Linked DNA regions of Dromaius novaehollandiae: region 1 is linked to region 2. A link is a contact called in public Hi-C data. All regions are on one chromosome and are shown on one strand. The core of a region is the stretch at or near the end of the contact, and the rest is flanking DNA. Distances in the headings are between cores, read along the strand shown. Region 1 holds the start of DISP1 (dispatched RND transporter family member 1). Region 2 holds the start of LOC112980095 (calpain-2 catalytic subunit).

Region 1 (6,983 bases), core at 288-2,787, 290 kb after region 2:
AATTCTACCTGTCAACACTTAAATCTGAGCACATATATTTATAAGCCCATTGACAATTCAGATGCCTTATACTAAGTGTTCATTACCATTTTACAGGTTTGTACTGGGGGCTTTTTTGGTCTGCTTGTCAAAGCCAGAAGTTAACACTAACTGTTATTTTATGAGCTAGTTAGGAACTCTGATCAGACAACTTCAGTTGCTTTAAAATACACACAACCTACAGACAGGTACACAAAGTAACTATAGCTCTTCATCCCTCTCCTCAAAAGGATATCAGCCCTTATTTCACTATGTTCAGTTCAAACAAGCAACCATTTTGCAAAGCTTTGTTTTTCCATCCTGTCCATAGGCTGAGAACCGATGGAAGGTCCTCCACCTTTCTCGCAGAAGTGCTCTCAAGCAACTCAAATTCCAATACCCTCTCCTCCTCTGCTAGGAGGAAGATGGGATGAGAAATTGGCAGGTGAGTTGTCCTTTACACAGAGGGTAAAGGATTTTGCGAGCAGGGTACAACAATGAGTAGGTGCAATGGTTGCAGGTGCCACCACTGGTAACAGTCCCTGGCTCCAGTGCAAGTTACAAGTTGCCATAAAGGGGCTTGGACAGCACTCAATGCACATCTCCCTGGACAAACCCCTGCCTTAACAGTTTCTCTATTACACCGACAGTATTTGCCACCACTGTCGGAAGCAATACTTAAACAGCTCACGCTTTTTGCACGGACAGAAGTCAGGGGTTACTACATCCTAATTTCCCAAGACAAAGGGGGCCACAGCAGTGCCCTTCAGAAACTACTGCCTGCAGCCCCGCAGCTCGCACGCACTCTTTGCTCCTGAAAACAAGCTACGGCACCATGAGCGGCGTCGGAACAAAGACAACCAAAACCGTGAGATACGACCGGCCTCCCGGTGCCCTTCAGGTTCACGGCGAACACCACAAACTGGATGCCTGAACACCTTTTAACGAGGCCCCAACTCCCCCCGAAATCCACGCCAGAATTCAGAAGTCGATGCAAAAACCCACTTTTCCGCAAGTTTTTACAACGAGGCCCAGCAGCAGAGAGGGCACCGCTGGCTGCCCGCCGCCTCGCACACGGCAACGGCCCCCGCCGCCCCAGCGCGACCCCCGCGCCCCGCGCACCGGTAACGCACCCGCCGCCCGCACCCAGACCTGCGCCCCGGGCGGGCCGGCAGCGCGGCTGCCGCGGAGAACAGACGGCGCCGGCTGGCAGAGCGCGGCCCGGCCCCAGCCGCGCCGCCCGGCCAGCCCCGGCGCGACCGTTACCGGCGGCGCGGCCGTTGCCGGCGGCCGCGCACCTCAGTGCCGCCGCGCGCCCAGCCGCCGCGGGCCCCCCCGCACCGCCCGGCGGCGCCGCCACGTACCTGGCCGCGGCGCGGCGGCGGCTCCCGCGGGCTCCGTTGTTGCGGCGCGGGCGGCAGGAAGCGAGCGGCCCCCGCGGCGTCTCCACCGTGGCGCAGTTACCATGGGACGGACGCCCTCACCCTCCGGAAGTCGCCGCCGCCGGGGGCGGGAAAAGGGGCGGGGACAGGGGCCATCTTGAGCGCGGCGCTAGGGCTGGTGGCTGCCTCCCGCCATCTTGAGCGTGGCTCGCTCTCGAGGCAGCCCAGGTCCGGTCCGGTCCGGTCCGGTCCGGTCCGGTCCGGTTCTGAGCCGCTTCTTGAGACCAAGCCCTGGGGGGCGGTAGAGGTGGTGTGAGGAAGGTGTGGGAGGAGTGTTGAGGGCACCCACAGGTGCTCCGGGCACCCGCAGGCCCTGGACACAGGAGGTGAAGGCCCTGCAATGTCCATCCTCCTTCACCTGCTTCCCTGTCGGCCATTTCTTGTGCCCTGTGGGGTTTGGTCGGTGTGGGGTACCCCTCGATTGATTTCCAGCTCGTGTTCTCTGTAGCTTTCTCTTTTACTGTGAAGTCAATAAATAAATCTAATTTCAGCACTTGCTGGGCGACTTGGTGGAGCGCTAGGAGCGAGGAGAAGCCCGGGGTGGGCGTGGGCTTTCACAGCCTCCGGTAGGGCTGGTCCTGAGGGGGGTCTTGTTAGCAGGGCTGTGCCCAGCCCTGCTGGAAACAAGCTGCTGCAGGGCTTTAACCCACAGGTAGTGGAAGTAAAATTGCCATTTTTCACTTTTTTTCTGCCATCTAAAATAGCAGTAGGTGGGTAAGAGAATAAGCCAGGAGTAGCAATCACTGTAATTTTCTGTGTTAAACATCCAGCTGTGGTTACTTGCAATACAAACCAAATCTTGCAAAACGAAAGGAAAGCAAGTAGTATCAGGCACATAACTGACACTTTCAGTCATTTCAGATTAGTAGCAATTGCAATAAAACATATGCCACAATTCAGCGAGATCATCACCTAATATCTACAAGAGCAGAGGTCTGGAATGGGATTCTGCGATGAGAGGCTGAAGCAAGGGTTTCCCTAAGTGGCTAATATAAATGTGAAAATATGATCAGTGTGTGTTTTGAGATGCTAGAAAGAGAAAAGGTGCAATTATCTAACCCACAGAAAACATGTGAATGGATGTTTTCTAGCGCTCTCCCAAGAGCAAGCATTTCAGTGGCAGTTTGATATTCACACTTCTGAGCAGATATAAGCAGAGATCTCACCAGAAGAAAAGTCGTATCTGGGGTTAAAATGGTTCTTTTCAGCATAAGATTGTCTGAAAATAATCGTAATAGTAATAGTGTAGTAAGGAAAAGAAAATGAGCATAATTTTACCAGCTGAAAATCTGTAACGTAATAGAGAAATTCTAACTAAAGGAATTAGGCTCTTGTCCCAGCTATCCCAGCGATCATGCTGTAACTTTAGGTAGTCTCAGAGGACTTTTCACGCCACGGTGAGAGAGGCGATACGGCAGAAATGTCAAGAACAGCATGAAGAAAAAGAGCCACAATTAGCCTAGGTCCATCTCATATCTGACTCCCGCAGCCAAACCCAGCGGTGGCCCAACACGGGCCACAGCGAGTCCAGGACGGTTTCTTTCCAGATGTGACACATGCTCCAAGGGCCCTTTCTCTGGCCTGCACAATGTGGGCTGCAGTGTCATGGTGTATATATGGCATTGTACTTGATCTTTTTTTTTTTTTAATTAAATGTTGTATATAAAATCACATATAGAAAAGAATATTGTCTAGATGGGTAAGTCAAGTGCCAAAATGCTAGGATAGGCTTGCTACAGCCATAGCTGTGCTGTCTTGTGCGTGTGCTTTATGCTACCGTTTTTAATTACATGGACACATACCATTTTGTCCCAAAGGATCTCTGCCTCAGGTAATGCACAGAATAGGCTGAAATACAGTTGCATTGTTACTCATAGACCTGGAATTTCCTAACTCCTGAGGGCTTGCTTTTACATTTTAAATAAAACTATGTATTCCTAATTTTTAAGACCAGAATAAAACATCAAATAATCTGCAGTCATCCCTTGCACATGACAGGCTGTTACGTTTTTACCTCATTAAGGATAATTGGCCCTTTAAGAGCAGGCTGAAGTATTGGAAACCTTCTGGGTTGTCTGTGCATCATGGTTTGCAGCCTGAGTCAGAGACACCGATTCCCACCCCAGCTCCTGCCTTGTCCCAGGGGCGACCGGCCTCGTCCTCCGCAGGCAGGTCCAGCGGCAGCCCCGGACAGGGCATGGGACACGTTTACCATCATATTCTGCCCTTTAATCTCAAATCATCCTCATTTCTTCTATAGGTTTGAGCGACTGCTGAGTCATGTAGTATAGTTTCTGTGATTCTGTGATGTTTTCCCTTTTTTTCACAAAATATATCTACAGAATATCAGTTTTGCTTCAGTGATCCTCCACCGAATTACATGAACCTCGAGAAATTTAAAACACCTCGCGATTTTAACTACATCGCTCCTGTCTTCCAGTGCCATCTAGTGTTCACATGTGGAAAAGACGTTGCGACTGATAGAATTGCTCCTCGTCAGATCAATTTGCTATAATTCAAACATTTTGGAAATTGATAGATTTCATTAATAAAACTTATCACTGTAAATTAATAAAATACGCCTATGTATAAAACTTGGAGATATATCTATCCATATTTTTATTTTATGGCATTGATTTCTGACACTGATCTCTCTTACATTATTTAAAATCAATCACACTCGCAAATCAAATGTAAATATCACTATTTACTTCTAGCTGCACCGTTCAGGGTGGCTAAATAGACTACTTCAAAAAGTAGCAGTTGCAAAAAAAAAAAAAAAAAAAAAAAAAAAAGAAATGTACTGAAATAACCTATCATCCAACTTCATTTTCAGCGCTCCCAAAAGGAAATGGCCACAAAGGTCAAAGCCCACTCAAAATTTACTGCAAAGCTAGGAGTGACAGATCTTTCAGCTCCTCTAAGGAAAAGGAATTGGGTGGCTTTTGGTACACAGAGGAGACAAAAAATGAGGGATTATCCAGAGGCTGTCTGTCTTCAGCTTCTTATCTTTTCTCCCTTGATGTCTTTCTTTACAGTGACTTCTGGTTCTCATCCTCATCCATGATCAGCAGCTAAATAGTTCATGACCATTGAAAATATCTTTGTCTGGCTTTACTATTAAATACATAAAGTTACCTAAGATAAGAACATGAGGGACTTATTACAGGTTATAAATTAAGATACAAATTCTGTATGTAACAAATAAAAGGACTATGAAGACAGAATTTCATACAATAGTTCTGTGCATACTTTGATCCTTGAGAAAAACAAAACTGAAAATAATTACACTCCCACCTAGTCATGAAAGAATCTGAAAGTCTTTACTATCTGAATTAGTCTAGTTAAAAAGAAAATAAGGCAAGGTGCTTAGTTACTCTCATTCCAGTGAGAATTTAATTTAATTAGAATAATTTCAGATCACATTTCTGGCAGCTGTGTTTATCACACTTTCTTCAAAGGATAGGAATTAGCATTGACTGACATTAGCATCAAAGCTCATTTATCCAGCCGCCCACATTCTGCCAGCCTTCTGAGTCTGCCTGTTTATTTAGCGCTTTAGTAACACCACAGTAAATACGATTTCATTTCAGAATATACATGTTTTTGTCAAAGCATTTAGCATGGACTTTGTACAACGTCATATTACAACCCATCACTGTAGGTGTGACAAAAGAACAGCTAGATGTGCTGCAGGATAGATGTTTTAAACAGTACTGGATTAGCAAGACCACAAGGACACCAAGTGGGATCTGGAGTTTCCTTTTCCTTCTTTTTGCCAACAGCATACCTTAAGCTGTTGAAGACTTCTTGAGTCCTAAGGCAGCCAGGTTACTGGTGTTTTGAACTCATGGAGAGTGAGGAAGCCAGGTTCTACTGAAGACTCAGCTGCCTTTTTCATAGCTGCTTTGTCCTTGCCAGCTCATGAGAAGGCATGAGCACTATCCACTCATTTACTGTGCGTAACTGTTACCATCTATTGTCAACCAAAAGTCATTTCTCACTGGTAAAGGCCATCTTTTACTTCTTATTTCTGCAGCACCTGGCAAAACGAGACTCAATCCCCAATTAGAGCTGCTGGAGCACAGGAACAGCACAAATGCGCAACAGCTCAGCTGCCTTTCTGGAGGCACATATAGACTGCTGCCACATCAGACAAGATGCTAAAGACATCAGCAGCAGGAATCTGCTGCCAACACTGCAACCTCAAGCCTCGGGGAGACAAAAACAAGGAGTTAGGGTAGCGGCCCGAAGGGTTTGTTCTTCAAGTATCACGAGTAACTTGCATACAGTCATGATTATTCAGGGATAACAAAGAAAATAAGAGGAAATAATGTCACAGGAGGAGATGCAGCTCCTTTCAGTTACTTTCCAAAAAGGAGTAAAGCAAACAACCCTATTTTAATTTTCCACAAGTGGAACCCACCTGACTTGTCGTACCAGTTTCACAGCTGGGTGACCTGCTAAAGATTCCCTCCAGAACTCCATCACCAGTTTCCTTTTTCTCACTCTTACTCCCAACTTCCCAACATAGGTGTCATCAGGTACAAACTAGAAGCAGCAAAGAAGGGAAGCTGAATAGAGTGAGACCGGAGCCTCTTGTGTGTGCTACTCAGGCAGAAAGGGCTGACTGCGAGCCACCTTTGTTCAGCTTCCCTTATGAAATCAGGAGGAAGCCAAGGTGAGCAACTCTGCAAGCAATGGGATGGCATGGTTTGCCTTGCAGTGAAACATCAAAGCTGATGATGGAAAAGATTGTTCCTCTCCAAAGGTTTACTGGGCTAAATGCAGAACAGTAATCTCCCTTAGACATTGTTAAAGGCATCGACACTAACTGAAAGAAAAAAATCAGAACCCGCACTTAAAAACATAGTTCAGAACTTGAACAGTGAACAGCATAGCTCTAAGTTGCCTCTTCAACAGGCAGAAGAGAAGTCAAAATAAATTCAGTTTGGACTGAGCCATGCAAGTATGAATTCAATTAGTTTACCCTTTGACTGACTATTACTCCATGTTTCTTCCATATGGGACACATACTCTGTTACATCCTCACTGAAAGAACAGCAAAACTGCTATAGACAGAGCCTCTAATCGTTGCTGAAGCACACTTCCCAGGGACTTGCAGGAAGAAAGGAGATGGCGACATGCAAAGAACCCCCCTGTACCAATATACTAACACCTGCTTGAGCTCCAGGGCTAAATGGCGGATGAAAGTGCTACTTACTGTGCAAAGTTCATTGCAGATGTTGCATGAAAACTGTAAATTCATAATCCTCCCTCAGTTCTCTCTCTCTCTCTCTCTCTCTAAAATTCCTATACTTGCTACAGCAGTATCTTCAGCAGCTCTATAATGGCTGCACGTTATGGTATGGTGCTTATTACTAATAAGCCGGGCTGCATCGTACAGGTCGCTCGCTTTTACAGCACAGCTGCTGAACCTCTGTGCAGTGGGGCTGAGAGCCTCTCAGAGGAGGGGGCTGGGGTCGCGGCGGGCAGGAACCCTCCCAGCCATCCTCTTTGGAG
Region 2 (6,928 bases), core at 3,578-6,077:
ACTGAACAATACGACATGACCACAGTAGTTCAGGAAGCCTCCGTTGCGAAGCTAGTCAGTCTTCTAGACTTAAGAGCATACACCCTTTATTGCTATACTATATCTTTGGGCCATGTCCCCCGTACAGATAAGAAGTACTAAAGTTCAAGAATTTTCTTTACTTTCTAGCTACCCCATTAAGGCAGGCTGAAGAGAAAGGAAGAGCATACTTTGCTGTAAAAACTCCCTACTGAATATTATGCTAGTTTCTAATGAGAAATTGGTGTCAGCCAAACTCAGACCTTAACTTGGACAACTCTGGGCAAGAGCTTCTTGAGGTTAAAAGGCAGATGCGGCACACCTCAGGGACACACCACCCTTTGCTTTCCACATTCAAAAGTGCAACAACAGTCAGGGTATCAACTCTCACTTTCTGAGCAGTCAAACCCTGGATGAGAACAGATCTTGTGAAACTACCTGGAGTTTTAGCCTGCACTAAGAAGGCCTGAGCAGGGTCACTAACAAATAATCTTTCCTTTAATACAGAAGGAAACCTCAAGAGTTTCTTGAAGGCTGACAGCACTGTTAGCAAGGTGAGGTTAATCACGGGGAGTTTTTGGAAATGCACAATAGGCAAAACAAAGTTATTAGAAAAGTGGGTATTAGCAGACTGCAGGTTTATTTATATTAACAGGAAGTAGGCTTTTTTTCCCCCCCTATCATGCTTCCTGTGTGCTGCTATCTTCTTGTTTTATATATCCATTAGTGCATTGACTTAATCTCCAGCTGAGAATATCACCAAAAAAAATTGTAATTGCAATGCATGCATAAATAGCCACAAAGAGTTTGGCTTAAAATTGGCCATCCTTGGAGAGATAAGAGAGGCAGAGCTTCTCCACAAAGCATCTGGAGGTGTGCAACTGAAGGGCTGCTCCTCTGGTCACTACATAGCCCACATAAGAATACAAGTTCAAAGAAAAAGAAATGTACACTCAATCACAAAACACACCAGTATTTTAAAACACTCACAGCAATAGATTAACAACTACATCAATGACTGAATGTATTTATAGTAATAACACGGAACTCCAGGAAGTTATCTGGTTAGAAACAAGAGGCTGTGGCAACCCACCTATAGCTCAGCAGTTCCCAGCATGGGAAAAGCATGCATCTAATTTTCTAAATTTCTCCTACTCAACTTACTGTTTTTCTACACATTTTCGTTTAAGGAGGAGACATCTATATCTGAACAACAGATGAGAGATACTGTACTGTGTATGCCCCAGTGTTGTGATACCATGGTGACGTCCCCTCCAAAGAATGCGGTTAAGGGTGAATAAGCTGCCTTCATGCAGTGACATCGGTTCCTCTCCTCTGCTATAGTGAGTCACTACATCCTATTTGTTGCCACTCTTAGCCAAATACCATAACTAACTTCAGATCTGATACTCCAAAACTAACTCCAAGCATTAGTTTTTAAAAGCCTCTTCTAAAAAGCAAACAAAAACAAAATAATAGACCCAAAACCCAAAGGGAAGAACTTTGGTGTTTGGAGAGTCTAATGAACTGCTGCCTTGGTGAGGGGACAAGCTATTCCATGCCGATAATCAAATAGGTCTCTCATGCATCACTGTTATCATCCAGTACAAAAGTCAAAAACAACCACTGGGCTACATGAAACAAATTTACAGGCTGCATCTGGCCCAAAAGCCAAAGATCTGAGGCTAAAAAAAAGATTTGTACCACTGCTCATTGATGGGTAAAGCTGTTCAATGATACGTGCCATGCTGATACCTTTGTCCACTCCAGCAATAGGAGTATGTGCTTCTGGATGCCTATCCCTATGGCTGTTTTGACTGGCTTAGGAACAGCCATTAAACTCCATGGGCACACTGGCTTGTCACCTTGTGATCAAAGCTGTAAGCAGGCTATAAAAGCTTTCTATGGAAAAAAGTAACATAATAAAGAGTGCAGGCTTCCAAGAGCACCTGACATCTTCCAGTGCAACCCTCTCTGGAACATCCAAAAATGTTACAGGATGTCAGCTTCTGCACACAAAATTCAAGTAAAAAAAGCTTAAACAAATGTCTCAATTCTAATGCTGGTGTCAAACTAGGCAGCAGCAAAGAAATGCATCTGTACAGCACAGCTGTTAGCCTCACTTGGTGAAAAAAGACAGATTTGATACAGGCACTTAGTGTCTCAATGTCTATACACTAGACAGAAGATCAACAGCATCTAATTTTAATCAACAAACTGACACAGAATACCAAAACCCTGCCCAGATTCATAGAAAGATAGTGCGGCCAGTCATAGTCATAGCTGGTTGTGTCTGAAACAGCGAAACAAAGGAGAACACTAACAACTTCCTATTCAAACATTGTTTCAGGAGGTAAAAAGAAAACTAGCGGTGAGTCGACTCATATCCTTTAGTGGCAACATATAACCTCAGGAGAGCATCCACACCCTGGTCCAAATGCCTGTCAGGGAACAAATGCTTTCATCAGTTCAAACCAAAGTTTGGCATCAGCAACAGCAACTCCCCAACTTGAAAGTTAAGCTGCAAATCTTTAATCGCAGTACTGCTGCTGCCAGAATGTGTGGATAGAAAAGCTGGAAGCCTAGTGAAGGCAGAAGGCAACTAACTGCCTTCAGAAACAAGCATCTCTGCAAAGCGCTAGCTGTTAGAAGGACTGAAATTACAACAGACTGTAATTTCAAGTTGAACAACTCCCTAGCTGCAAAGTTTCACAATAAAAACAAGAGGAAAGATATCCAGCACAAGTATCAAGCACTGGAACACGTATTATGCCAAAGCATTTGTCATTGGAGACAAGATATTGGGCAGAGAGAGAACGCGTGAAGGAAGCTGACCAACTGAAAGCTCCTAGCTCTTTCTTCTGAAAGGGTAATGCAAGCAACACGCCAAGGACTTCACAACATACACAATGCAGCCTACTCCACGGCACAGATAATACTGGGGCACAGGGAGAATTAAATTCACAATCTAAGGTATTTTGATTTTCAGGGCTTTTTTACACCAGTTGTGTCTTACTGTTAAAGTACCAACCAGGATAACTTCTGAAAGAACTGTTGTAAGTACAAAACATCTGAAATGAGCTTTCCTACCTGCTATATTTTTGTACAATAAAATGCAAATAGCAGCAGCAGAACTAGAAATTAATAAGCAGCAATATCACTACTATTATGCTGACAGAAAGCAAACAGATCCATGGACTTCACTCTTGCCAATTCCACTGAGAAAGCATAACAGTGGAAAGAAACGGCATATTAGTCATGCTTCCCTACACAGACGGCGAAATTTTCCTCAGCTGCACTGTCAGTCCTAAAACCCTGAAAACTTTCTCTGTGGATAGTCACGTAATAACTACCAGACTCGCTGTTTCCTCCTTAGCTTCTTTCCTCTCACATGTCCATACTTCTTGTCTTTGTCAGCCTCTATGCTGGCGTGTGGGAAGAGAGGCACAGAGGTACTCAAACTCCTGGTAGGCAAGGCAGGAGAAATCCTTAGAGATTGAAACAGCAGTGCATGCAGAACCAGGTTAGTGAGTCCCTTCTCGCTCCCACTCTGGGAGTGGCCATCCCTTGGGCTCCCAGGGCTCCACCGGAGCGACCGGCTCTGGGAGCTGCCCTTGCACAAACTCAGTGGAAGGCACATCAAAAGCAAAGGGCTCACATGCAGGTACGTGAATGCATGCCCCCCCCCCCCCCCCCAAAAAAAAAAAACCCACCAGCTTAATTTTGCTTGAGAGCTGATCAGCACTATGGCATCTCTTTTTGTAACTTGTTTTCTCTGTACTGCATCATTACAGGTTGCAGGGGATCCTGCCTGCTTCACAGAACTCTGTTCCGCAGGGCAAAAAACAAAATTAAAAAAAGAAATGCCATGAAATACACATAATTGTTCTCCTAGGCAGACTATTAATGGCAGGAATTAGTGACACTGCTTTGCGTGCTGCTGTCAGGCAGGTGGATGCTGAGGTGAGGCATGCGCGACAGGAGCCGGCACCGATCAGAAGATGGGCACGTGCCGCCAGCACTCACTGCGGCCTTGCTGTACGCAGAGGAGGAGCGGACGTGGTCCCCGTCTGCAGCTCGGAGGGGAAGGCGAGCAAGGTCAAATCAGAGAGAGCAGACGAGATGTGAGAGGATGCAGTTAGAGTGGGTTACAGCAAAGCACACGCCAGGCGGCAGAGCAGCTGGGCACTCCGGTGCCCTGCCTGGCGCATCGCCTCCCGCTCACCTAGGGCTCCTTGGCAGATGTCAGTGCGGGTGGCTCCGCCAGCCACGAACCGGGGCTCGGCACACAGCTCCTGGGGACGAGACAAGCCACGCGTCGACGGACCTACGCCAGCCGGCTTCACGGCGACGGCGACGCCGCAGAGCCGCAGCGCCGGGGGCCGGCGACCAACGGCCGCTCCGCACGAGGCCCGCAGCCGTTAACGGCCGCTCCCTCAGGACGCCCCGCCCCGGCGCAGCCGTTGGGGGGGGGGACGGGGCGGTGGGGGGGGGGGGCACGCGTTCCCTACCGTGGGTCTGCGCCACACGACGCCGCGCGCCTTGCCGGAGCCCGGCCCCAGCTCCTTGAAGCCCAGGGCGGCGGCGACGGCGGGGAAGCAGGGGTCCTCGAAGAGCCGCCCGGCCTGCAGGCACTCCCGCCGCAGCGCCGCGAAGTCCTGGCCCAGGAAGGCGGCGGCGCGGCCGTGCGCCCCCGCGCCCCCCGCCGCCGCGCGCTGCTTCGCCACCGCCGCCGCCATCCCCGCCATGGCCGCCGCCCCCCGACGCCGCCGCCGCCGCCGCCCTCGCCCGGCTCGGACAGACCCCGCCCCTCTTCGCCGAGGCCCCGCCCCTCTGGCTGCCGGCCCCGCCCCTCTGGCTGCCGGCCCCGCCCCTCCTGCCGTGCCCCCGCCCCCTTGGCTGCCGGCCCCCGCCCCTCCTGTCGTGGCCCCGCCCCCTCCCCGCCACGGGGCGGGCGGGGGCCGCGCCCTGCTCCCCTCCCCGCCCCCGCCGCAGAGGTGCCACGAGTGCTGTCAGTGCTCAGCTACGCCCGCGCCGCTGCGTTCTGGCGTGTGGCCAGGCGCGATGTTAATGTCTGCACTGAGAATCCCCTACCCACCCCCGATAATAATAATAATAATAATAAAAGAAATAAAAATAAAACCTTCTTCCTAACTACCTCCCTCTAGTCCCCAGCTCCCCCCTCAGTTCCCACTCTTACCTACGGAAGAAAAAACAGGCATTTCCCGCACTGAATGGTGATGATGCTCTTTCAGCGCGGAGAATCTCTCCGGATCATCGTCCCGACTGGGAACTGCAAGCCAAAGCAAGCAAGCCGCTGGCGTGAGGGAAGGGGGTCTGGCCGCAAGCCCCCGAGCAGAGTTGGGCTGGGGACGCTCACGGGGACCACCACAGGCGCCAGAAGCACCCGGGTCCCCGCCCGAGCTGCTCCATCCCCTGCAGCAGAGGACAGCAAGGCAGTGGCTTGCTTATTGCATCGTGCTCCATTATCATTAGGCAGATTTCCAAATATATATATATATATATATATATATAAATAAAAGGGGGGGGGGAAATGAGATTGCAAAGAAATGCCTGCCTAATGTCCCAATATCTCCTAGAAAAAAGTCAAAGGAGGTGTGTGCGTGACGAAAAAACACTCTAATGTTGCCGTGGCTGGGCTGGGCCATGTTTTGCCATATAACAGCTTTGCTTTGCTTGGCCGCCTTCCCCACGTGCCATAGAGGCGGTGCAGGGACACCCTGGGGCCAGGAACAGCCTGGGGCCAGGGACTGAGGTCTTGTGGGCACCAGGTCACCCTGCTCCTCCTGAGGTGCCAAAAATGGTCTGGCTTTCGTAAAACAGAAGAACCGGCCCACCACCAATCTCAGACAGTTTTCCCCAGAGGGAATCCACCAGTTTGCAGCACACGGCAGTGAACCCCGTCCCCTTCCTGAAATTTGGGCGGAAAATTTCATCCTCTGCAAGAATAACCGTATGGACAGACGTCTAGGAGCAGTCATCGTTCCTGCTAGGCAGCTGCTCCACTTCCCCAGCAACAGCACGGCCAGGAGCCAGCACTGCGTTTTCCTGGTTTATCCCATTCTTCCCCATTTCTCTCCTCCCTTGCTATCTCCAGCAAAGGGAGAGGGGAGATGGAAAACAGGAAGAGCCAGACAAAAATATGCAAATCCCAGGAGCAATGGAAATCCGACCCATTTTTATAATTTTTCCGGTTGCTGTTTCCGTGTGTCCACGCAACTTCAGCAGCAGGTTTGATGAGGGCCAGGCAGCGGCTTGGAGAACCTCCACCCTTTCTGCCCCATATCATAACTGTCAGCTGTCGCTGTAGCCACCTACACAGTCACCACCTTTCCCTCGTCTCTATAGCCTCTAGATGGTGCTTGTGCATCATTTTCTAGACGTGGAGTGGCTCATGCTGCCTCCAGCAGCGCTGGGAGCAGGACCTGGAGGCAGGGACGCCGGGTGGCCACCAGGTCCAGCTCTCCGTCAGGGACCACGGTGGTCCTCGGCCATTCCCCCCACGCAAGACACAGGACGGGCAACACGCTGTGGCACGTTTTACTGAAATTTATGAAAAGTGCCATTGGATTGCGTTTCCCCCGCGTCGCACTTACCGCGCTCTGGACGCGCAAGGCCCGGTGCTTCCAAAGCGGTGCCAAACAGTCGGTGGGAAACACCACCTTTTTGCTCAAAACGGCGCTCTCCAATGCCGAAGCACCTCGCTTTTCCACGAATAACGCCGGCAAAGCCTGCCGCTCGCACAGATCGCAGCAAAAGAGCAGCTCGTCTCTGGCTAGGGAACAGGGGAAAACTCAGGGTGAGAAGCTGGTGCCAGCAGGGAAAGGAACAAGGGCTCTGCCTCGGCGTCGGAGAAGGTGGGTGCTGCTGAATGGGTCCGTTTTGCAGG

What was found. A called contact is a pair of places that touch in the nucleus more often than the background predicts.
Region 1: a contact with region 2 is called in a Hi-C map of liver, with 4 times the contacts expected there. The contact joins the promoter of DISP1 here to the promoter of LOC112980095 in region 2. A contact is called at or near these places in 3 of 4 Hi-C or Micro-C datasets (brain, liver and ovary).

Annotation. Positions count from the first base shown.
Region 1 is chr3:119,973,726-119,980,708 of bDroNov1.hap1, forward strand. It overlaps DISP1 (dispatched RND transporter family member 1), which reads right to left and starts at 1,538. Exons shown (of 8, transcript XM_064509976.1): 1 at 1,383-1,538.
Region 2 is chr3:119,678,790-119,685,717 of bDroNov1.hap1, forward strand. LOC112980095 (calpain-2 catalytic subunit) reads right to left here and starts at 4,828. Exons shown (of 21, transcript XM_064509963.1): 1 at 4,530-4,828; 2 at 4,244-4,313. The coding sequence starts at 4,766. LOC135327957 (a long non-coding RNA gene) reads right to left here. Exons shown (of 3, transcript XR_010388637.1): 2 at 6,636-6,814; 3 at 5,207-5,311.